7 separate regions of the Mus musculus genome follow, and all the other regions are linked to region 5. A link is a contact called in public Hi-C, HiCAR-type, HiChIP or PLAC-seq and promoter capture Hi-C data. All regions are on one chromosome and are shown on one strand. The core of a region is the stretch at or near the end of the contact, and the rest is flanking DNA. Distances in the headings are between cores, read along the strand shown.

Region 1 (3,580 bases), core at 325-2,824, 710 kb after region 5:
TATGTCTCTTGATTTCATTGGTGCTCTAAGTATCCCTTCTCCTCTTACTCGACCCCAGCCCTAATGAATTAACAAATCAGGTCACTTGTCCTACAAAACACCAGTGAACCAGGATTCCTGGAAAGAAACTGTCTGCAAAGGCCAATTGACGGATTAAAGCCTCAATGACTGGAGATGCTGAACCTTGCAGGTGCAGAGCCTAGTTACAATTTATCTTGGGCTATCTTTAGTTCATTAAATAGATTCCCTGCCCCACTCAGTGTCAGACCTAACAGCAGGAAAAGACGATTAAAATCTTGGTAACACAGTAACAAAACTCTAATCTCCACCAAAGGGCTAAGCTTGCTATCAAATAGCATCTGCGGACTACAGCTGAGATTCCCGTTTGCTATAATCACCTACTTAATGTTTTCACTAATATATTTTATGTCTTGAGTTGTGGCTTTCTTTGTTCTGCTACTATGCAAACGTCCTGAAACTGTTTTCACGTTGGAACACAGGTGTCCTAAAACTGTTTCTGGGCCAGTCACTCATAAATGACTCCAGAATAAACTTATTTCCTATGAGGTGAGAGCTGTGCTTTTTGTGTGGACATGCTCTGCCCCACGCCCACGGCGGGCAAAAGGCAGCATGTGCTGGGGAAATGATTTTTAAAAGAGCGAAATTAAATAATAGAATTTTGGTCCCTTTTTTGTTTGTTTGTTTGGTTGGTTTGGTTTGGTTTGTTTTACGAGACAAAATTTCTCTGTGTAGCTCTGGCTGACCTGGAACTCACTCTGTAGACCAGGCTGGCCTAGAACTCAAGAGATCCGCCGAGAGCACACACAAGCCGTAGTCCACGGACGAAGCGTTCTGTCTCGAGATTTGCGGGAGCCGGGGGGAGGAAGGAAGAAGCTGCACATACCTAGACAGGACAGAAAACGTCCTCCGACAACTCTCAGCTCTGCGACCTCCCCCATAGCAGTGACCAAACATCAGCACCCATATTTTCGAAGCTCTCCTGCACACACTGCTGTTAGTTTTTTTTTTTCTTATGTTGCGTTCTGAGAAAATTGGAGGTGGCCGAAAGTACAAAATCAAGTAACGCTCATCGGGCCGTCCACAGCCAGCCTGTTGACACAACGCGCTTGCGGCATAGTAGAGATGGGGTCCGTCCCTTCCCGGGACACCCACGTTCCGCCCGCAGAAGGTAGCAGGAGCCTAAAGCGAGCACCAGTCACTTGGCACGAGTTCCCGGGTCCCCGCCTAGCGCTCGCCGCCTTCTGCCCGCCCTGACGCTCTTCCTCTTCATTGGCTGTCCCCTGGCGCGACCACGCCCACAGAAGCTCCATTTTCCTCCACTCCTCCCACCTCACCTTTCACCTCCTCACCTTCCGGGGCTCCCAGAAGCCTCAGTCTCCGCCCACCGGAGAAGGAGGAAACAGAATTCCGTCATGACTCGTAATTATTGGTGGAAATGGTCTGTCCATCAGAACAACAGCGGTCACGGATTAGCTAAAAAGCAGCAGTAGGTGGGAAAACCGGTGTAAGGGGCGTCCGCGCATGCTCAGTGTGGGCGCAGTGACGCGACCTCGGGGGCAGTCATGGCGGCTCGGTGTGTGAGGCTGGCGCGCCGCAGCCTCCCGGCTTTGGCACTGTCGTTCAGGTAAGAGAGCTTCACTCCTCTGCGTCGGCCTCACTCACGGCCGAGAGCTCTGGTGGGGGGTTTAGCGGCAGGACTGGTCCCCGCAGGCGGTGCCCGTGCACCCTGAAGTCACATCCTCACCATCGAGTCCCTGTGCCTGTTCTCAACGCGCGGCTGTCCTGGTGTTTACTGTGCGGCACTGCGCGAACTGGGCTCAAGAGACGAGAAGTGGGGACGCTGGGGCGTAAATGCGGGGATCTGGGTGATGCGTCAGGTGGAAGGCTCCGCCATTTGTTTGTCTGGTGACACACGGCACTCTCTCGGGCATAGGGGCACCACCCCTCCTGGAATTGCAAAAGTCAAGCTTAGAAGCGGGAGACTTGCCCAAGGTCAGGCAGCCAGGCAGAAGCCCGCCCGACCAGGGGCTGGGGTTGCTAATCCCTAATCCAGTCCAGGATGTGTACTGCCTGGTTTGTGGGCTTTTTCCACTCACATTCCTTCCCCCACTTTTGCCCTCCGCGGAATGTGAGGTCCAAGGAGCAAGAAAGCCAGTGTGTGTGCAGTTTATTTAGACAATGCCCATTTTTGCCATCTTTACTTTTACCCGTGGCTTCAGGTTTTTGAGTCGCATCTCCAAAGTTAGGCTCAGTATCTTTAGCTTGTTCCCTGCTAGGACCAAGTTTTTGGTTGATTAAAAAAAGAGAGACTTTGCCTGAGTCTTATGGAAACGGAGTGAACGGGAGCTGGCCTTTTCAGCGGGTGAGAGTGAGCAGGCGGATGATCTCGTACTTGTGACTAAAAGATGAAAACAGGTCTATGTTGTGCAAAGCAGGGAGGAGTCTGAAGTATTCCGGGGGAAGCACTTCCTATTTGTGGTGCTCTGTTTAGAGTTGACAGGAAAGAACCCCCATTTCCCATCCCATCCGGCCCTGTCCCATCCCCCAGCTTGGTTCATGTCTATCTCTGAAATTGTGGTTTTGAAGAAAGATGCTCTAGTAGGAAGTCATAACTCCACAGTATCCCATAAGCTTGGCTTCCCTCTTTCCTCCGAGACATAGCCCTAGGAATTCCTGCCCTGAAAGGATCTATACAGCAAAACTGATCTGCTGAAAGGCTGTGGTGGTCACTCCTAGGGGTGGAAATAATTCATAGTGAAGGCAGCCTTCACATTTTGTAGGTTTTTATATTCTTAGCATAATTTTGCTTCTCAGAATTAATTACTGATCTTTCTTTTTTAAACTTACGTGTGTGGATGTTTTGCTTGTATGTGTATGTCCATGTGTATGCCAAGTGCCTTCAGAGTTCAGAAAAGTGTCAGATACCCTGGAACTCTTAGAGTTAGGTAGTTGTTAGCTGGGAATCAAAGTCAGGTCTTCCACAAGAGGAACATGCTCTCAACCACTGAGCCCAACTCTCCAGCCCAGATTCTTAGACTTTTTAAAAGCGTGAAAGTAAAAATAAAATTAAAAGATCACTGCTGGAGCCAGAGAGAGATGGATGGGGCTCATTGGTTATACACTGGCTGCTTTTGTGGAGGACCCAGGTTTAATTCCCATCATCCACACTGGGTAGGTCAGCCACCTGTAACTCCAGCCCCAGAGATCCCACACCTCTTCTGGCTGCCTCTTCAGACTCACTTCCAGGACTCCTTTGGACTTCTCTTCCCATTTCCTCTGCATACACTCCCACTTTCATCTCTCTGTCCAAGTGATTCCCAGTTCCTGAGATGTATCTCTCTTACCCACCCTACTCTGTAACTCACCTGGGCCTGCTGTGGACCTGTGCACAAGAGCACACACTGTAATCCCAGGACTCAGCACCTGGGAGACTGAGGCTAGAGGATTGCAAGTTTATTGCCAGACTCAATCTCTGAATAAACAAATACATCAGAAAAGAAAACTAGGAGCTGGAGAGAAGTCTCAGTGGCTGAGAGCGCTTGCTGCTCTTGTAGAGGAC
Region 2 (3,430 bases), core at 154-2,653, 730 kb after region 5:
TCTTACTACCAGTGAGCTACCTCTACAGAAACCTGACAGCTAGAAAGCAGACCCCAGGATCCATGCCTCTTCAGGAACACGCCTTTGTTCATTCTTTACTGTCCACCCATCACACCATGTCCTGGGTGCTGTGGAGACTAAGACTTAAACAAGATACTGCTACTCATTGAGAACCTTAGCACAGGGCACATGCTGACACCCACAGAAAGCACACGAAGCCCTGAATGCAGACTAAGTGCAGGCGGGACGGGCAGCCCCAGGCTTCTGGCCTTCCCCACCACTATGCCCAGGAGAACACAACCGTACTAGGGGAACTCAGCAAAGGACAGTGGGATCTAGCTTGCTGCCATCTGACTCAAGGATAAGCCTGGCAACGCACAGGGCCTACCCTCTACCCGCGTTCAATGCACACCTCTTGAGGACGAGTGTGAAGGGCAGACAGCTCCGTGTCGGGGCAATGGGTCAAGGCCCTGCTCTACCAGCTGTGTGACCGCTGGTGACCAACACGTTCCGGACACAACCATCCGACCACCTGCGGCCCTCCGCAACGTACACCGAGCCAGCCAGCCATGCCCTCCCTTCTAGCCGTAGCCCGCCGCTCACCCAGTTGCCGAAGCCGAACTGCTCGATGGCGTCCAGCAGCAGCTGCTCCTCGCGGCTGGTCCAGCCGCCCTCCGCCTCAGGACCCCAGAGTGTGAATCGTCCGCCGTCTACCAGCTGGTAGCCGTGGTAGCGGCGGTGGTGGCCGATCTCCGCGCCGGCCGAGAAGCACTCGGGGCACAGCTCGATGTCCTGGCACTCTGTGCAGCGGAAGCGCAGCGGGCTCACCTCGGCCAAGCAGTACACGCAGTACTTCTTACCCAGCTCCGCCATCTTCCCCCGCTCGCCCGCCGCCCGGCCCGCAGCCGCCGCGCCCCCGGCCGTCAGCGCCCCGCCGCCTGCCGGGCTCGCTGCGCCCGCCGCGCCCGTGCCGCTGCCGGCCGCTGCCACGGCCGCCCCCGCCCAGGCGCCGCCGGAGCCGGCCAGGCGGGCCGCGTCCCGCCTCAGCACGCAGGCGCCCTCCGGCCCGGCCCGGCCGCCGCCGCCGCAGCCGCTGTCTCCCCGCCGCATCGCGCAGGCGCCCCCCGCGCGCCCTCTCGCGGACAGCCGAGTCTTTGCTCTGCGCCTGCGCGCCGGCGCCTCCCGCGGCCTCATGGACTGGAGGAGCCGCGAGGCCCCGCCCTAAGCCTGTCAGCCGGCGGGGCGCGGACCGGAAGTAGGCCGTGCGGGCCACGCCTCTCGGGAACCAGCGTCCAATTAGCGCCTCCCTTCACCTGTTCGCAGATCTTCATTGGCCTAATATTGCCGGGAGGTGGAGAGAAATGGAAGGCGGGTGACCAATCGCGGGGCCCACCGCGCGCCCTGGTTGCCCCGGGAAACCTAACAGCAGGCATCAGCCGGCCTCAGAGCGGGGCCGGCGGGTCGAAAATGGACAGCCACTACGGGGACATCGAGGGCAAAGACCGAGCCGAGGAAGGCCTGGCCAGGCAGTCGCTCGAGATCAAGGTTAGCTCCGAACCTCTGACTCCGGCCAACCCTGTAGAGCAGGAGCCAGAGCCGAAGCCAGAGCCGGAGCCGACGCAAGGGCGGGAGCCTGAGAGCGAGACCCAGCCGGTGTCGGACAGCTCAAAAGCGAAGGATTCGGAGGGGATCGATTACGCGCATGTTGAGGTCCCGGAAAGTCCGGGGGCCGCTGAGACCGCGGGCGAGGCCGTGTCCCGAGAGCCAGAGAGTCTGCCACAGACCCAGCCCAAGACCAAGCCGGAGTCCAAGGAACCAGAGGACAAAGACGAAGACGAGGATGAGGACGAGGATGAGGACGAGGACGAGGACGAGGATGAGGATGAGGATGAGGATGAGGGAGAGGAACGGGACAGGCCAGAGAAGCCGAAGGGCAAGGGGAAGAGGGAGAAGAGGAAGGAGTCACGGTTCCGGCCATCTCTACCGCTGACCACAATTGTTGAGGAGGGGGCTGCCCCAGGCCCACAAGCTGCGAAAGAGAAAGCAAGGGAGTCACTGAAGAAGAGAGACAGTGAAGAGATCGAGGGGACAGATCGAGAACGACACAAAAGCACAGAAGAGCAACTTCACCCTGGAGAGGCCAAGGAAGAGGAGAAACAAAAAGGGGCGTCCACTGAAGAGTTTGAGTGGACAGCGGACATGCAGAAGCTGCAAGAGCAGCAACTGCGCGGCGAGCTGGTGGAACAGTACCACTCCCTGCTAGTGGAGCGGAACCGTTATCAGCGCTACAACATGTACCTACAGCAGAAGATTCACGAGACCCTACGCAAGAAGGGGCTGGAAGCAGCGGCGGAACCTGGGGACAAGAGCGCTGAACCCGAATCTCCCGAGAAAGAGCAAGCATACTTGCGCTATCTGGCCATGCTGGAGGAACTGAAGAAACAAGAGGCAGACGACTTAGAGTGGTACCGTCAGGAGGTACGGGAGCTGAAGCAGCAGTGCCAAGAGAAGCAGACCAGGGTGGAGAAAGAGTGGCGGCGCTTCCAGGCCCTCAAGAAGCAGGTGGTGATGCAGGTCATGGGCAGTTGCCGCACGCGTGGTGGGCGCCAGGCTGCCCTGAGAGAGGTGGAACAGCTTCAGGCCCTGGAGGATAAGAAGGAGAAGGAGATGAGCGCCGTGCGTCTCGAGAACGTGCAGCTGAAGCAGAGCCTGGTACACTTTGAAACCAGGATGAAGGCCCAGGAGGACTTGGCTGAGGGGCTGCTCCTCATCGACTTTGAACAGCTCAAAATTGAGAACCAGACCTTCAACGAGAAAGTAGAGGAACGAAACGAGGAACTTTTAAAACTGCGCACTAAGGTGACCAGCAACGTGCAGATTATAACGCACGTGAAGGAAAAGCTGTCTTTCATAGATACGGAGAACTCATGCAAAAAGGCACAACTTTCGGAAGTGGATGCCCAGGTGGCCCTAGGAAGAGACCTGTTGACGAAGACAAAACAAGCCCGCGACAGCCTGCGAATCGACAACGTCAAGCTGAGTCAGAAATGTGGGCTTCTGGGTAAGGAATCACTCCTCCGAGACTTGGAAGAAAAGGTGGAGAAGACAGAAATGCTCAACAGGCGCCTGGAATCCCTGAAGCGCCATCATGCCGGGCTCGCCTTGTCCTGCAAAGGGGTGAAGCAAAAGATCAGGGAAGCCAAAACTTTCCTCCCCTCTTGACAGCCCTTGACAGGACAGTTGGCAAAAACTTCTGCAACCCCAGAAACTCTCTTACTCTCTTCTGCCTCTGATTGTCCATTCTGTGGAACTTGGGGGTGCAACTTTATTTTTTGGCTGTTTTCCAGCTTTCAAATTCCTGCTGAACACTTCCAGCTAGCAGTAGCTCTACATGAGCTTAAGAAAAATATATCTAGAGAGTGCGGTGATT
Region 3 (3,097 bases), core at 167-2,666, 940 kb after region 5:
TCTGACACCCTTACACAGATATACATGCAGGTAAAATACCAATACACATCAAATAAATATTTTTAAAACAATTATAAAAAACATCTGATATTGATCACTGGCCTCCACGCGTTAAATATACATGCACCCAAACACACACATTAATATATAATTATAATTCAATGTTTGTCTAAGAGAAGATAGTGGGGAAATATGATAAAGGGACATTATAGAGATATATAAATGAACTTGTGAAAGAACACGTTTTAAAAGTACATCAGTTGGCAAGAATAGCAACTAAATCTACAATAATAAGTATCAACTGCAAGAAGCCTCCATGGGTATTTCAAATGCACAGTTCCAGAATGGTTTTTGTCATAAAGATCCTGAGACCTAGTTAAGAATGGTTCAGCCCAAAACATCTGCGGGCGAATATTTGACCTTCAGAATGCAGAGTGACAGATATTTTTCCCCTTCTTTTAAATCTGAAGTCTCTAAAACCGACAAAGTGTCATGCAACGGGTCCTATACTGGTGGCAGAAATCTTGCGTGGGGTTTTCACTGCATAGGCTTTTCCATGGCATCACCTGTTATCCAAACTGCACGTCCCCGGCTCCTCGGCAAGCCTCTCCTACCGTTTCCTTAGCAAGCCAAGAACCAGAAACGCAAAATGCATTGTCAGTTACTTGGGCAACAAGGCAAAGCAGGTGATGAGACCCAAGAACCCCGTTTAGTAAATGACTCCGGAGTCGCATGTCCCCCTCCCGTTTATCCCCCATCTCACTTTTCTTGGTTAAACCTTTAAGGTTTGTCTACAGAAGGGCAAACACTGAAGGGAGGGGCTGCCAGGTTCGGGGTCTGCTCCCCACTGCTCGCCCTGTCCTGGCCTCTACGCAAAGCGCTCAGCCCTGGCCCGGCGTCCACCGGGAGCTCCCGGGACGCCGGCCGGAAGCCGGGCCGCGAGGGTCCGGGCGGTGGCGCGCGCAGGCCGGCGACTCCGGGGCCTGTCACTTCTGCCCTCGGCCGTCACCTTCTTCGACCCCGCGCCATAGGCCCGCGTGCCCGCCACTCACCGCGCCGCGCCCGCCCCCGACCGCCGAAGGACAAAGCTGAGGGCGCGGGGCGAGGCGAGGCCGCTGTCCTCAGGCCGGGCCGCCTCAGCCCGCCGCGGCCCATTGTGCGCACTCATCGCACGCCGCCCGCGGGGTCCTCGAGCCGGACATCCCTCTGGCCCGCCACCCGCCACGGCCCCGCTCCCGGCCGCCGCCTACCTGCCAAGGCTACCGGGTGGGCGCCTCTCCTTGCGCTCCGAGGGCTGCAGGCGGCTGCCGAGCGCCGGGCGGCCCTGGCCTGCGCCTTACGTAAAGCGGCGGCGGCCCCAGCGCCAGGCGGCGGAGGGCGGGAGGCGGCGCGCGGCAGCCGCTCCGCTGCGTTACCTGGCAACAGCCTCAGCGCCCGGCCAGCCAACGCCGCGTTCCATATCCTTCCGCCCAGGCGCCGGGATTACATCAGCGCGCCGGGGCTCCGCCCTCGTGCTGTGTGGGTGGGGGAGCAGCAGGCGCGCAGGACTGGATTCTGGGGTCCTGAAGATCCTGACACCACGAGGCCGACCTGAGGATCCGAGGCTTTGAAGCTTTACCAGGCCCTGAGAGAGGGCTCCTGGGTCGGTGACCTCCCGCTGGGTCACTGAGACCCGGCTTTGCAGAGCCCTTCCAACACAAACCCCCGCGTTACACCTGTCCGCGCCCCCTCTTCGCCATGTCCTGGAATGGCTGGAGTGGGCGGCTTAACATAAAGACTTCAATTAAAAACAAAAAGTGACATGGCTTTTTTATGTTATTATTAAGTAGGCAAAAAATAAAAGACCTTCTGGAAGATTCGGAAGTGGGAGCCAAAAATGTGCACTAACCTTTTAATCAAAAGCCTCTTCCCACCTACTCACCTTCCCTAAATGTGACTCCTAGGCTCTTCCAGAAAAGCAGATGTAGATGTCAGAAGTACCAGGAAGAAAAGCCAGAGATGTGCCTTCTATACAAAGGCAAGAACAGGTCCCGTAGGGGAGTGACCTGCATGTAGTTCATCAAACTCATTGAGCACCGCCAGGCACCAGGCCCTGTTCTTGGGTTCAGAGTCTGAGACCCGGAGTTCCCAAGCTCAGCTCAGGCTTCTGGGAGGAGCAGAGAACTGGAAGTACTTTTCTGCTGAGGTAGGCTGGACTCTTGTATGCAAGCCAAGGTCAGGAACCTAAAAGAACTGTCCTTTCATAGAATCCATACTGTTCCAACAAACATCTTTTCACTCTCCCGGAGAAACCCAAAGTAAAGCCTTCCTGGAGAGACCCGGAACAGGCTGGGGAGTGGGTGACGCCTCGGGATGGAGGCAGAATTTGAGCACAGGCCTTTGGCTCTATTGTCGGGGATCTTTTCCTTCACCCAAGTCTTACCCTTCCTTAGTTTGCTCCCCCTTTTGTTGCCTCGGGGTTCATTTGAGGTGAGTCACAAGCCACAGTTTTATTTACTACACATCTTTTGGTTACCTGTTCCAGGGCGGGCAGCCAGGCAAACTCATATAACATGCGAGAGAGTGGAAAATCCAGGGTCATCTGAGAGTGAAGGTGGGCATAAATGGTGTCAGGATCTTCAGGACCTCAGAAGCCAGGCTTGCACAGACCAGGGAAACATTTCCCTAAATATGGAGAATTTGCACACATTTTTTGGTACATACATCCATAATAACATTAGTGTCTCCTAGTCTGTACCTTCTGTAAAGGCATATCGATAGTAGGGCAGTTTTAAAAGAGTAACAAAGTATCGCAAACATATGAAAGGAAAGATAACACAGCCACTTTGTAGCCATCCTGTTGACTATAATCTGTGTGTATGTGTTCCTCGGGTGATTGTGGGCAGGCACCTGTGGAGGTCAAAGGGTAACATCAGTTATCAATCACACTCCATCTTATGTTTTTTAGACTTATTTATTGATGTGTACTAATGGATCGCAGTGTGGGGTCAGAGGACAACCCACAAGAGTCCGTTTCTCTCCTTCTACCGTGTGAATTCCAGGGATCAAACTTAGGTCCTCAGGGCAACAAACTTTTACCCACCGAGAATCTCTCATC
Region 4 (3,268 bases), core at 293-2,792, 810 kb before region 5:
GCTACCTAGCAGGGTTGACTGCTGGCTGTAGAATGGATCAGCAATGAATGTTTAAAGGGGGAAAAGACAGGAGAGGAAGAAGCAGGGCCAAGAAAGTAAGCAGAGAGATTTTGAGCTTGAAGGAGGTCATTGAGGCCAGGCTGAGAGAAGAGGTGTGAGGGGGTACCACATGCATAGAAATAGGGCTCTGTTACTCCATTGGCCTCAGTGTCACAGGGCTTCCTACTCAAGACACATTGACAGTCAATACATCTACCTATGCAGTGAAACGAAGCTGCACACTGACAAGAACACAGGGTTTACTGTCCTGGAAACACTGGAGGGACTACCAGTCGTGACTTACATTTCCTGAATTTAGGGAGGAAGTGAGTGTTAAAGGTTACAGCTATGGGGTTTTTATGATGATTTAATCTCAAGACCAAGAAGCTTGAACCAGGCTGGGGCTGGTGTTTGAGAAAAAGAGGGCCTAGGCAGTGAATTCCTGGTCTAAACTTTTTAAGTAAAATGCCCAGTTTCCTGTTTTCTGAAAGTACTTTAGCTAGTTTCTAACTGGGAATGAAACTTCTGAAGACGCTGTGGCTGCTCGGAAGTCAATGTGGGAAGGGAAGGGGAATTCTGCCCTTGACGTCTTTCACCAAAGAAAGGTCTCCTTGAGGTAGACAAGGTCCAATGTTCTGAAAAGGTTGGGCGTAGGAACTATAAAACCAGTTTGTGCAACTATTGTATCATAGCCTGAGTGGTGCTTGGGACAGGATTGATGTATTTCTCTCCATCTCAAATGCACGCCCTCAGGTAGATGACCCCTCTCCTGGCAGGTGGGAAACTTTCCTCACAAATGCATCGTGTCTCAGAGCTGCCCCTTGAAGGAGGACGAAGTGGTCTCTCTCTGCACGTGAAGAAGATCACACATCCCAGCTCTCTGCAACCATTCAAAAAAGAAACCCATCTGGCTTTTGCGATTTAGTAGGGTAGCTCAACCCCTCAGCTGGACCAAGGCGGAAGTCCCGCCCCGGCCTCCATGCTCCGCCCCGCCTCCGTCTAGCCTTAAGCCCTGGATGTTGAGCTTTCCGTTAGGTCTTCAGTCCCAGGCAAGTCCCTACTTCTTGAGCGCTTCTGTGCTAGGAGTCCGATCCCGCCTGACCCCGAGCCACTGTCCAGTAGGGCGGACTTTGCTCTCCAGGAGCCCGGCCCCCAGAAGCCGGATCCCGTTGGTCCCTGACTCCAGCTGTCCAACGACCTGATCTATCCCCTCATCCAGCTCCGTCCCCCAAAACCTGACTCCACCAAAATCCTAAACTTGGTGAATCTCGAATGAGCCCCACCAAGAGCCCAAATCACACCCTCCAAAAGCGGCTGAACTCCCCACCCTTCCAGGAGCCACACCCCCAGAAGCAGGACCCGCGGGGTCAGAGTCCCGAAGCGCACAACGGCCTGACCCGCCCCTCACGGGTCCCGCCCCCAGAGCCCCGCCCCCTAGGCCCTGGGCCCCACCCCCAGGAGTCGGAGCTCCTCTCTCAGGGGCCGGACCCTGCCCCTCCCGGAGCCCCGCCCCCGGCCCGGCGACGGCGGTGACCGTTGATGCTTTCGGCGGGCGCCCGGCGGGAGCAAGCGGCGGCCCGGTAGGTGAGCGGAGCCGGCGCGCCTCCTCGCGCGTCTTTCTTCTCTGGCGCGCGCCCCCGCCCGGCCCGGCCTTGTCCTCCTGCGGCCGTGGGGCCGAGCTCGGGCACCGCCCGCGCCTTCTTTGTTCGCGCGGGACTCCGGGAACTTGCCCGCGCGGGCTGCGGCCGGGGTCCCGCGCAGGCCGGATGTGCGGGTTCCGCAGGGCTGCAGCCCACCGGACTCGGGCGGGATCTGACCCGGCTCAGAAGCCGGCCCGGCTGGCCATGAGGGGACTTTAATGTCCAACTCAGCCCGCGGTCTCATTGTTTGGGCAGAGACCGTATCCAAGGACCCGAACTGAGGAAATGTAGGGCAAGAACGCAGGGCAGCCCACAGCGAGCGAGCATCGAGAATAGCTGGAGGGGTTAGAGCTGGGAAGTGTAGACAAGGGGGTTCAGAGTGTAGATAGAGGGGCCCCAAACCTGTGGACTGTGTGTGTGTGTGTGCGCAGAATTGTAGAGTGTAATAAGGGCTCAGCTGTGAAGTGTAGATGAAGGGGTGGTGTGTAGCTAGGGCCCAACCCCTGGAGTGTAAACAGAGGGGCTTTGACCAATAGAATACAAATGGAGGGGCCCAGGTTCCTGAAAAGGCCTCAGATGGAGTGTAGATGGAGGTCGCCCTGGTGAGGAAGCCTTGAGCCTACATCAAGCAACTGGTGTGTGGGAGAGGGGAGAGAAGCAAAATCAATTGTGAATCAAGGGCCTGCTTACATTCTAAAAGTTTCTGAAGAAAGCACAGTTGTCAGCAGGACAATTTCTCCAGAAAAACTGGGATAAAAATGTTACATCTTTTTATTTGGGGGGGGGGGGCTGGATGACAAGTACCAAGTACTCAGGCTGGCAGGATCTGGACTTCAGGCACACTGCTGGGATAGAGAAAGTCACGGGGTAGAGGGAATGGCTTAGGTAAGACTCTGGAGTAGGATGGATCTTTAAAGGATGCAAGGCCATTTCTGTGAAGTTTCTTGGAACCTACCTCAGTGGGACAAAGGAGGAGGGTTGCTTCTGACAGGAAAGATGAAAGGCTGGAGAGCTGGCAAAGGAGATCAGCAAATACCGGAGCTGAGGAAAGGCCCTCAGACTTGGGGTGGCCTGTGTGTTGCCAGTCTTGGCGCAGGAGTCAGAAGGCAGGGTTTATACTGAGTAGACCAAATTGCAGTGCATCGTGGAGTTGCCAGCTTGTGACATGAGGCACTTTGTGGTCATCCCCTGTGTCAAGGGCTGGCTCACTTTTTGCATTCTGTTTAGAACAACAACCTCAGAGGGTGGGAGCGTGGGTAGTCACAAAGGTGACACCGAGCCTGGTGACCTGGCTGCTGCAGTAGCTCCTGCAAGGATCCCAGAGGTAGGAGAGGTTGAGGCTGAGCCCTGTGTTTCTAATCCTGTTGTCATTTGACATCTGTATCTGAGACAGGCCCAGCATGCTGGTCCCATCTGGCTGCCTTGGTTGTGGGCTCCTTGCCTTGCTCTGGCAGCAAGTGCATGATGGTGGTTGCAGCGTCCCCACCCCCTTTTCTTTCTTTTTGTGTGTTTGCTGGAAACCCTGCAAACACTTACTAGTCAGCACTTGTTTTAGTTTCCTACAGAGCTTAAATCTAGTGGCTTAAACA
Region 5 (3,381 bases), core at 47-2,546:
CATGAGCTTGCAGGCTCCTAAGAACTATCCTAAAGGATAGGGACTGTCCTTAGGTCTAACCAATGGAGGCAGGTGGAGTCAAAACACATTTTTGGAGCATGTAGAAACTAGTTTCCATTAGCAAGGTTTCTGGGCAAGAGATCCCAGAGGCAGCCCGTTCTTTTGTGGGCATCTGAGACTGGAAGTACAGCTGCCAGCAGAGTCTCTTGGTTTATAGGATGTAAAGAAATGTGCTGTTTCCTCGGGGCTTCTCCTCTTTACCAGAGCCTTTGGCCTCCTGGTCCCCTTTGAAATAGATGGACAATACTGATCACTGGGGAGGAATTTCTGCTTCTGCCTCAGTAGTACATGGAACAGCCCTGACCTGGGCCAAACGTCCCTGGCCTGTGCCTGTTCATGCAGTGGCAGATCCTGTATGTTCTCATTCTGGGCCCTGCGCATCCGTGCTCCCTCATCTCTCTAGGCTGTCTTCTTGTAGTCTCTTGTGCCCACCTGTTGTCACCACCGATACGAGGCAGGATCCACCTGCGCCTCCCTATGCTTTTCTTTCAGTCTGTTTTTCCACGCCCTGCGCTGGACGCCTGACGTCACAAGGGAATCGATTAGCGTATGGGCAGGATGGTGAGAGGGCAGGATGTGCCAGAGCCTCCTCAGTGTGCACCGCCTAGCGTCAGCCGAGCCGGGAGAGCGTCTGGGGCATAAGGCGAGGCTGCCTATCTTTGGAGTCCAGACACCTGCGTCTGGATCCCAACCCATTCAGACTTCGCCGTGTGTGTGTGTGTGTGTGTGTGTGTGTGTGTGTGTGTGTGTGTGTGTGTGTGATTAAATCCAGACTTCGCCGTGTGTGTGTGTGTGTGTGTGTGTGTGTGATTAAATCCTGTTCCTGCTTCGCTATCCCGCTTCTCCCCCTCCGCTTCAGTTTCCCCTTTTCTGTGCATTGGTAAGGAAGGGAAGGTCTATTGCTGAGACCTTCCATCACTCTTGTAGAGTTGCTCCAAGATCGCTTTTCCTTGGGCCTCCTTCTTTGAGAGTCCAGTGCTGAGATGAGCTACAGTCCTACACGCCTCCCTTAGACCCTGTTGACAGCTCTGCAGAGCTCTCGGAGCAGGTGCAGGAGGGTACCTGCGCTACCACCAGTCTGCGCCTGAGCGGAACACACAGCCTGCCGGGATTTGTAGTCCGCACGTCCAACTGCGGTGGCGCGCAGGCGGGCAGCCGGGGCACAGCGCCTACACTTCCCAGGATGCGACCCTCCCGCGGCTCGACAAGGGGCGTGGCCTAGCTGAGGGGCGGGGCAAAGGGGCGGGGCGGGAGCCCCGAGCTGCGGTGGCGCTGCGGGCAGCGGGTACTGTGTGCGCCGAGCCGCTGGCCTCAAGCGTGCTGAGGATCCTGCCAGCGCCGCACCTGCCCGCCCGGTCCTCGGGCTGTCGCAGCGCGGGGACCACCCTACTGGGAGCTGCCGCTGACATGAGCGCAGGTGAGAGCTGCGACCCGGAATCCGCGGGTTCGTAGCGGCAACCTCAGTAGGGTCTCGAGGACTGGATACACCTGCAGTGCGTAGCCAATTCCTCTAGCCAATTCCTGAGCCCAGCGGCTCCACCCAACTTTTTCTCCAGGGTGTGCAGCCCCGAAAGGCCGGCCTGCAGCCTCTGTCTCTAAGCCGGGGGCGCGGAGCGGCATATGCCGGAATTTCTTCCCACCGTGCCAGCTAGGGTGGCTGCGCAGGGCTGTCTGGCGGGCGTCACTCCTTGCTTCTCGTGGGGGTCCCAGGTTGCTTCAGTAAAGGGATCCAGGTCCCGGAAAGGGGCTCTGGGTCGCCGCAGTCCTAACCGTAGAGAGAGGTGTGATGACAGGCGGAGCTTTGCAGCAGGGGACTCCGCCCTTGCGCGGTTCCCGCAGAGCCTGGGTGGTGGCGTCTGGCAGACCCTGAACTCCCCAGGTTCGCCGTTGCAGATCTGAGTGCTAGAGCCTGTATGTGTGTCAGTCCCGGAGCTGTCTGTGCGCTGTTGTCATTATAGCCCTTCAGTTCTGAGCGTCTCAGCCCTACCTCTCTCGCCGCACCCACCCACAGGGATCTGACCGCCTCTGTGTGATGCTGGAAAATCCCACGTCCCTGCAACCCAGCAGCGCCTGTGCTCAGAAGGAAACTGAGATCTAGAGCTGGGAGGCCTTGGCTCAGGAAGCATCTGTACATCATCTCAGAATGCACCCATCTGACAGCCTCAAGAGTTCCGCTTGCAGGGAGGGCTGATCCTTTCATTCCTCAAGAGAGAGGGGTTGGCCTCCATTTTCAGGAGCCATGGGATGACCAGACTTCAATGACTTGAGCTCTGACAAGTGATAGGGATTTGAACTCAAGGTTCCCTGACTCCAGCATACTCCCCCTAACCCCCAAGCCAAAGTTACTACTAGCAGCAGTGTGGCCCTTGGCTACATTGCATAAACCAATGGGTACAGCAGCTTCCTCTAGGAGAAAGTGGACAGGGAGGGAATGAGCTTGGAAACAGCTCACTGTAGGCTCCTAGCCTGAAGTACCTCCTCCCAGGGGACTGTCCCCTCTCCCTCCTAGCTAAGGAAGGAGGGGCTTCTACCATGGATGTTGAGAGTAACTGAGAGCAAGTGGTATGGGAGGCGGGATCCCTCCTGAGATGTGGGTGTAAGGAGAGGGCATCCTCAGACTTGGCAGGACCTCCAGACATTTATCTGATGGCGGTGGGGATAATGGCTGGGTGTGTGCGGGTTAATTTCATGCTTTCAGGACATAATTGATACCTCTGTGTCTCCTGTAATCAGGGGCCCTCAGAGGGAGCACAGGTGCCCACACTTTGCATTTGTATTTGTAGTGTTTGTCCCCAGGGGAGGAGGGCTGGGATTGTTATGGCAAGGAGACTGGGGTTTGAACCATGGCGTGTCTGATGGTCTTTGCACTGGGACACCTTCCCAGTTTTGGCCTGCTCACCTGGAACTTCGGTTCCCCTCTAAGCAGGAAAACCCCACATGCAGCAGCCCCTCAGGAGTGTGGATGGTCATTGCCATTGCTGGGTGCTCTGGGCTCCATTTGGAAATGGAGCACAAGTGTTGTCTGGCCCACCTGTGGATCATGGCTTAGCTTTGGCCAGCCTAATGCATGCACAACAGAGATTCACCCTCATCGACAGAGGAGAGCGGGAAGAGACACATGGGTCCCAGTGTGGCTGCTGTGTACATATGGCAGGTCAGGGCTTTCATTGTCAACAGGGAAAGATTCCACTGTGCCACCCCTGGGATGACTGGCACCATTCTGGAACCTGGCATGGATGAGTGTCAGGGAGTGATACTGGTCCAGATGGGCAAGTGATGGGAGCCCCTGGCAACCTGTACTATGTCCTCGGCTAGAAGTTC
Region 6 (3,363 bases), core at 187-2,686, 820 kb after region 5:
GACCAGGATAAGGAGGCCCAAGGTCAGAGAGGACCCAGTGGGTCAGGAGATTTAAGAGGTTTGGCAGTCTGAGAAGAACTGGGCATGGGGAGGAAGAAGATTTGAACACACCACAAAGGGTTGAGGAGGAAGGACTGAAGGGGACAGAGGTCTGAACAGGTCAGAGATCTGAGGAAGATACAGGCTCAGATCCTCAGAGCAAACTCGGTTGGTAGCCCACAGCCCCGTGAAAGTTGGACGAGCCAATCGTAGCCTCCGGTCTGAGAAAACTTTAGCAAGATTTGGGAAAAAACGTCTTAGGGGGATGGAGATCCGAGACACATCAGGGGTCTGAGGACCATATCTGAAGAGGCCAGGGGTCTGAGGAGCACCAGGATCTGAACAGGAGAGGGGTTTGAGAAGGACAGAGATCTGAATACCTCAGGGTCTGAAAAGGAGTAAAGGCAGAGATGTGAACAGGACAGGGGTCTGAGGACGCTGGCTCAGGGCGCACAGAGCAGACACCTCTACAGCTCGCAGCACCACATCTGAGGAGAAAACTTTTCACCAAGTTCTGGAAAAGGCGCACGTCGCGACAAGCGCTGGCCGAGGGCAGTCGCACGTCAGCCGGACCCCAGCCCTCCCAGCCGCCCTCTCAGACCTCCCTGCCTGGCCGACGCAGCAGCAGGTGGCAGCGGTCAGCCATCCGCAACCTCTCAGCTTGACCCTGCAGAGCCCCCTCAGTACCCGAGCTACCGCAGCTCCAACGCCATCTCCCCGGCCCGTGGCCCGCAGCCCAGGCCCCGTGGGGCCCGCAACTCGCTGGGCTAAGAGCGTAGACTCCGCAGATGCCCAGCCTCAGCAGGTGCTTGCCGGCCGCCCGCGGCTAAAAGCAGCCAGCGCCAGACCCCACCCCCGCCACGCCCACGCCACGCAGCCACGCCCCCACAAGGCTGCTTCTCTTCCCTTCCGCTGAGCCTCTTTAGCCCAACACCCAACGCAAATCGCTCGCTCCCAGGGCCTCAGGCGTACCGCCACGCCCCGCACTCCAGAGCCACGCCCCCGAGAGCTCACTAGCCACACCCCACGCTCGTCCCTAGTCACACTCCGGGGGACAGGAGCGTTACCACGCCCCGCGCTCCCTATCGCCGCCCTCACGCTCCCTAGCCACGCCCCCGCTAAGCTTCCACTGCTCTTCCGCCAGGGCTCTCGCCCCCCGCCGCAGCTCCGTAGAGCTTAGGAGCCTGCTATTTACTACCGCTGCTCCTCCGGCCTGCCAAGTATCCGTCCTGGGTTTCGGGAGTTGTGTCCCTGGCCCTTTTCTGTCCTCAGGCCCAGGAAGGGCTGCAAGGAAAGTTCCGAGAGAGTCACAGTGTCCATACCGGCACCGCAGACGCCTGGCGGAGGCCCCTTACCTGGTCGGCTCCGCCCGCGGCCATCTTGGAAGTGGGAAGTGGGAGGGAGGGGGAAAGCAGCGCATGGGGCTGATCCAGGCGTGGGGAGCCGAGCGGCGGAGCGCATCGATGGGACGCCCCTGTCCAGCAGCTGGGGGAGTCTTAACAGCCCACGGGAGTATTTAGGGGTACACGTGAGCGCAGGTTACAGATCATTGACCTTGGAATGCCCTCCCGGTATAGCCTTAGCCTGTCACCTGTCAAACGGGCTTTTCTGATCACTGTTTCATTGCGCTTAGTGCCTAGCGCTGTAGTTCGCCAACTTTTGTCTTCACTTTAATATTTCAGTATACAACGCCCAGCAGGCTCAGGAGGTGACAAGACAGGGTTCATCATCAGTGTGTTTTGAAAGTTGTGTGATGGTCTCGCTTAGGAACTAGAAGAGGCCTCACTAGACAGCATCTTTCTCTAGCCTGAGATACAGAGATCCACCTATGTATTAAAGGTGTGTGCCACCACACCTGGCTTTATGCACATTTTACCTTTTTAAGTAGCAAAAATTACAGAGACACAATCTATGAAAAAGTATAATTCAGGAGGTAGAAGTCAGCTAGAGCTGAGCAGAGTTAAGCCAGATGTCTATGGAGGATGTCTTCTATCAGGCCAGGTCATTGTGCTGCATTTCCCTTCCTGAACTCACCTGCACTCGTTTCCTAAGCCTCAAAAAGCAGAGACATGAGTGTTTGTTGGATCCATACAAAGGGTACTTGGGATGATTTGGGTTTATTCTAGGAGTTGTCAGACCCCGAAAATTTACAAACACAAACAAGCCCCTTTAAAACCTGACTGCATTTCAGCCAGGAACCATCACATGAGGCTGGAACCATCACAGTCCTACAGGAAGAGGAATTTCCCTGCCCTGGCAGGTACCTGGAAGCAAGCAGGAGGAAATCCATTTGTCTTGGTTACAGTTCTGTTTGTGCTAGCCTCAAAGTTGCAACCTAGAAAACAATGAGTTTGAACTCCTGATCCTCCCGAGTCTACCTCCCCAGTTCTGGGATTATAGGAATGTACCACCACTTTTGTTTCAATTGTACATTCATTTCAAAACATTAGGTGATGGTTCAACCTCTGTACAACTCTCTCAAATATTTTAAAATATTTTCACAAATCTGAACACAGTCCAGAGGAAGGGCTTACAAGACCAAGGCTATATCAAAAGCTATGAAATGCACACCGTCCCCAGGGATGAAAGAAGACAGAGAGAGGTTGGGGGATAGCTCAGTGGCCTGACTTCAGTTCCAAGGAGGGTAGGGAGGAGAGAAGAAACAGACCAAGAGTCGAGCCATATCTGAGTGTCTTGGGTCTGCACATGTGTTGTAACTTTTAAACTTCCACATGGCATGTGCTGTTTCACAAGGAAACAATGTCGGGTCCCACCCAGCCACCTGAGGCCATGAGGTTCTCAGTCCATCACACCAGAGCCTTCAGCTAAATAAGCCCAGCCCTGTGCCTGTTCAATGCACAGGAAGAAGGTCTACCTGAGAGCCTGACAGCATTGACTTTCATCGTGAGACCCATCCAAGTAGGGTGTCTGCTGGGCTGGGGGACTCCAGACTCTAGCCATTCTAGGAGCCTACAAACTACTTGATAGACACTGGCTTCAACTTCCCTTTCTGGATCATGACTGTAATTACTCTAAGCACCAACTTACAATGGCAGGAGGGTAGAGGCTTAAATGGACTGGGCAGTCTTTTGTTGGCTTGCAGAGAGCTGAGAGACTTGCAGGGCATCCCTCAGGATTTGCTACATAATAGAAATTTCAAAGGTGCTTAAGTTCCTGGCAGTTTGAACTGAAAACAATGCCAGGTTCCATCACACCCATTGGTGCCCTCACAGCTGGATTTAAACACTGACTGGGAAGCAGGAACTGGCTTCAGTCTCATTTCAAACTTCAGCACAATGGATTCGTTCGTATTGGATACGCACA
Region 7 (3,052 bases), core at 428-2,927, 650 kb before region 5:
GCTTAGACAGGATGACGAGAGCAGCCGTCCGCACAGTGACATCAGACTGTGGACAACCAGCAGAAATATAATCTGATGCTGCCACTGATCAGTGGCCATGGTGGAGGTCCAGGAGACCACCAAGGCACAGAGTGAGGATGAAAGTCACCTGGATGTGCATGTGGAGGACTGGGGGCCACCTTCTGAGTGAAAGAGACCCCAGGATCTACGGACAGCAGACCACATTTCCCCAACAGTCTTCGACGGTACCTGCTAATGTCTTCGTGGCCCCATCCTCATCTTACTGGGTAATCCCAGGTGAAGCACACTCATCCCGTGGGCACACCCCTGGAGATGGCGGTCAGGGACAGCCAGCCTTTTACCCTAGATGGTTCCCACTGCTCCCATGCTCTTCACACAGCCACTCCCAGCTCTGCTCCCGGACCCTTCCCCCAGAAAGCTGAACTGCTTTTCCAGGCCACAGGGCTGTCCTAAACCTTTGCAGGCTGGACACTTGTCCCCCTCTTGCAGCAGTCTCTCAAAGACACTGGCTGGCCACTAAGCTGTCTGTGAGGCACCACTCCCCTTCCCCAGAAGCCAACCTCCCAACTACCTCTCCATCCAAAGTCTCCAGGGCCAAAGTTCTACACGGTTTTATTTTAAAAAATCACTTAGTTTGCAAATTATTTACTCTCCCCTCAAACTCAGGAATGTTTAAGCTGGAGGGCTAAAGGGCAACCCTCTGCAAGCTCTAGAGGAAGATAGTGTGGCTCTGAAAGAATACTTAAACAAAAGCCCAAGTCCTAGCCTAGGACTGTAATCTGGGAGGGGACCCAAGTTCCAGGCCAGCCCTCAGGCTCTGGATATCTCCATTTCAAAAGGAAGAGAGATTAGCATAGCTACTAAATCTAACTTCAGCATTCCCCAGACAGGGTGTAGTGTTTACCTATACTAAGGAATTCCAATCCCCTAAGGAACTGCTTTACCCAAATTAACCAGCTCCATTAGCAACTGGGGCTTCTGCAATCTCCATACAGTCTTATCTCAGGGCACCGTTTTTTTTTTTCTTTCATTGGAGTAAATACAGATAAAGAAAAGACTTCCAAGTCTGGCCCCATGTAGAAAGTGCCCCCCCTCCCCTCTACCTCCATCTGAATTGGCTCTTTGGAAAATTAGCTTTTTGGGCAGAGGTGTCCACAGCTAGGAAGGGTGGGTGTCACTCATTCTTTAGGGTCCCTAATTGCACTAAAGGCAACCACAGGCCCTTGACACCAGCACCAAGTTCCTTTAGGGCCTATGGGTCTCTTATTACAAGTGAGGTCAAGATGGCCCACCTGACATTTAAAGGGGGGCTGTACAAAGGGTAGGCCGTTCCCCGTCCCAGAGGTTATGTTGGCCTCTCAATCAGGGCCCTGCTCTCCTTCGCTCACACGCAGCACCTCGCCCCCATCCCCGCGCGTCTCCCTGGCCCCGCTCACCCGCTTGGCCTTCTCCCATAGCTGGTTCAGCTTCTCCATGCGGAACTCCTCCCCGGACTCGCGCTTGGCGGCCATCTCCGGCTCGTTCTTCTCTCGCGAGTACTTGCCGCCATGGCCTGCTATGGGCTGGGGCACAAGCATCAGCGGCAGCAACAACAGCACTAGCAGTTGGAGCCGGGGCAGCGTAGAGACCCTCTCTCTTCGAGGCGCCATCTTCCTCTGAAGCGCTAGCAGACTGACAGGACTGGGTCTTGTAGGACCGCCCATCTGTAGCCCCGCCCATCAACCGGTCTCCGCGAGGCCCCGCCTCCCTTCTCAATCCGATCCCGCCCACCCCAGGCCCCGCCCATATGACTGCCCACTTTTCGGTCTCTGGCTCCGCCCTGCCCAACACCAGCAAAGAGCAATTATCCCAAGGTATTTTCACGCTGGGGCTGCAAAATTCAGAGCTCACTAGCGGGGCTGTAAGGAGAAGCAGCTGGGAAAGCGCACTTATGCACCGCCCCACTCCTCGTAATCACACAAGAAGTGCGGCGGAAGATGATTTTGCCATTAAACCCGGGAGCAGCTATCTCAGCTCCGTCTTTGGGACACATCCCAGACACTTCCCCTCCGGGGTTTCTGTTTGGAAGGCTTTGTGCACTTGCCTAGTCTCTGCACCTGCAGCCCTGGAGAAAATCCAATGGACATAGTGAGGCCCAGCAAGCCTGTTGGGGACATGGCCTGGCCTGGTGACAACCTGGTGCTCGAGGAACCCAGGAGTCTGGTACAGGCACCAGCAGTTTGGGCCCAGGAGGGACAGGCAGAAGAGTCGTCTGGTAAGGATGACCAGTGTCTTAGTCAGGGTTTCTATTCCTGCACAAACATCATGATCAAGAAGCAAGTTAGGGAGGAAAGGGTTTATTCGGCTTACACTTCCATGCTGCTGTTCATCACCAAGGAAGTCAGGACTGGAACTCAAGCAGGTCAGGAAGCAGGAGCCGAGCAGAGGCCATGGAGGGATGTTCCTTACTGGCTTGCTTCCCCTGGCTTGCTCAGCCTGCTCTCTTATAGAACCAAGACTGCCAGCCCAGAGATGGTACCAATCACAAGGGGACCTCCCCACTTGATCACTAATTGAGAAAATGCCTTACAGTTGGATCTTGTGGAGGCATTTCCCCAACTGAAGCTCCTTTCTCTGTGATAACTCCAGCTGTGTCAAGTTGACACAAAACTAACCAGTACAACCAGAAAGGGTCTCCAATAGGGAGATACATGGAGGACAAGGGTAGGGGATATTTGGGGGGAGTGGTGCTTTTTTCTTTTTTTAATAGTTTTAAGCTGTATTTTGTGTTTCCACAAAAAGGGTTCAGTATATCTGGAACCCTGGTGGTTTGCAGACGTTAGCACCTGTTTTCTGAGATCTATTTTTGGTTTGGTTTGGTTAGCTCTGGTTATCCTGGCATTCACTATATAGACCAAACTAGCCTCAAACTCAGAGATTTGTATGCCTCTGCCTCCCAGATACTGGGATTAAAGGTGTGCACCACTTTGCCCGGCCTAAAATGTCTCCTTTTCAGATAGGAGAGAGGGTTTTGTTTTTGTTTGGGGGTTTT

What was found. A called contact is a pair of places that touch in the nucleus more often than the background predicts. HiCAR-type assays count read pairs that join an accessible place to other places. HiChIP or PLAC-seq counts read pairs in DNA pulled down with a chosen protein or histone mark. Capture Hi-C pulls out chosen DNA fragments and counts their contacts.
Region 1: a promoter capture Hi-C map of liver shows a contact between it and region 5, with 2.7 times the contacts expected there. The contact joins the promoter of Grpel1 here to the promoter of Ablim2 in region 5. A contact is called at or near these places in 2 of 39 promoter capture datasets (the SN4741 cell line and liver), 3 of 484 Hi-C or Micro-C datasets (CD4 T cells and muscle stem cells), 4 of 115 datasets of contacts at active chromatin or transcription factors (astrocytes, embryonic forebrain, embryonic stem cells and 1 more) and 2 of 9 other capture datasets (adipose tissue and liver).
Region 2: a contact with region 5 is called in a HiCAR-type map of astrocytes, with 2.9 times the contacts expected there. The contact joins the promoter of Ccdc96 here to the promoter of Ablim2 in region 5. A contact is called at or near these places in 1 of 484 Hi-C or Micro-C datasets (muscle stem cells), 2 of 115 datasets of contacts at active chromatin or transcription factors (astrocytes and pancreatic cancer cells) and 1 of 9 other capture datasets (adipose tissue).
Region 3: a FOXA1 HiChIP or PLAC-seq map of pancreatic cancer cells shows a contact between it and region 5. The contact joins the promoter of D5Ertd579e here to the promoter of Ablim2 in region 5. A contact is called at or near these places in 1 of 484 Hi-C or Micro-C datasets (CD8 T cells), 1 of 115 datasets of contacts at active chromatin or transcription factors (pancreatic cancer cells) and 2 of 9 other capture datasets (adipose tissue and liver).
Region 4: a contact with region 5 is called in a FOXA1 HiChIP or PLAC-seq map of pancreatic cancer cells. The contact joins the promoter of Rgs12 here to the promoter of Ablim2 in region 5. A contact is called at or near these places in 2 of 484 Hi-C or Micro-C datasets (CD4 T cells and muscle stem cells) and 1 of 115 datasets of contacts at active chromatin or transcription factors (pancreatic cancer cells).
Region 6: a Hi-C map of CD8 T cells shows a contact between it and region 5, with 3 times the contacts expected there. The contact joins the promoter of Tbc1d14 here to the promoter of Ablim2 in region 5. A contact is called at or near these places in 3 of 39 promoter capture datasets (embryonic stem cells, liver and stem cell-derived epiblast-like cells), 2 of 484 Hi-C or Micro-C datasets (CD4 T cells and CD8 T cells) and 2 of 115 datasets of contacts at active chromatin or transcription factors (embryonic stem cells and pancreatic cancer cells).
Region 7: a promoter capture Hi-C map of liver shows a contact between it and region 5, with 2.7 times the contacts expected there. The contact joins the promoter of Lrpap1 here to the promoter of Ablim2 in region 5. A contact is called at or near these places in 2 of 484 Hi-C or Micro-C datasets (B cells and CD4 T cells) and 1 of 9 other capture datasets (liver).

The regions. Positions count from the first base shown.
Region 1 is chr5:36,463,611-36,467,190 of GRCm38.p6, forward strand. It overlaps Grpel1 (GrpE-like 1, mitochondrial), which reads left to right and starts at 1,575. Exons shown (of 4, transcript NM_024478.2): 1 at 1,575-1,645. The coding sequence starts at 1,584. 2210406O10Rik (RIKEN cDNA 2210406O10 gene) reads right to left here and starts at 1,244. Exons shown (of 3, transcript NR_126488.1): 1 at 905-1,244.
Region 2 is chr5:36,483,185-36,486,614 of GRCm38.p6, forward strand. It overlaps Ccdc96 (coiled-coil domain containing 96), which reads left to right and starts at 1,404. Exons shown (of 1, transcript NM_025725.3): 1 at 1,404-3,430. The coding sequence starts at 1,468. The coding sequence ends at 3,222. It overlaps Tada2b (transcriptional adaptor 2B), which reads right to left and starts at 1,101. Exons shown (of 2, transcript NM_001170454.1): 1 at 604-1,101. The coding sequence starts at 873.
Region 3 is chr5:36,694,605-36,697,701 of GRCm38.p6, forward strand. It overlaps D5Ertd579e (DNA segment, Chr 5, ERATO Doi 579, expressed), which reads right to left and starts at 1,417. Exons shown (of 9, transcript NM_001081232.3): 1 at 1,251-1,417.
Region 4 is chr5:34,947,906-34,951,173 of GRCm38.p6, forward strand. It overlaps Rgs12 (regulator of G-protein signaling 12), which reads left to right and starts at 1,543. Exons shown (of 17, transcript NM_173402.2): 1 at 1,543-1,619.
Region 5 is chr5:35,756,584-35,759,964 of GRCm38.p6, forward strand. Ablim2 (actin-binding LIM protein 2) reads left to right here and starts at 1,297. Exons shown (of 22, transcript NM_001177696.1): 1 at 1,297-1,477. The coding sequence starts at 1,468.
Region 6 is chr5:36,580,961-36,584,323 of GRCm38.p6, forward strand. It overlaps Tbc1d14 (TBC1 domain family, member 14), which reads right to left and starts at 1,437. Exons shown (of 14, transcript NM_133910.3): 1 at 1,395-1,437.
Region 7 is chr5:35,104,022-35,107,073 of GRCm38.p6, forward strand. It overlaps Lrpap1 (low density lipoprotein receptor-related protein associated protein 1), which reads right to left and starts at 1,678. Exons shown (of 8, transcript NM_013587.3): 1 at 1,458-1,678. The coding sequence starts at 1,670.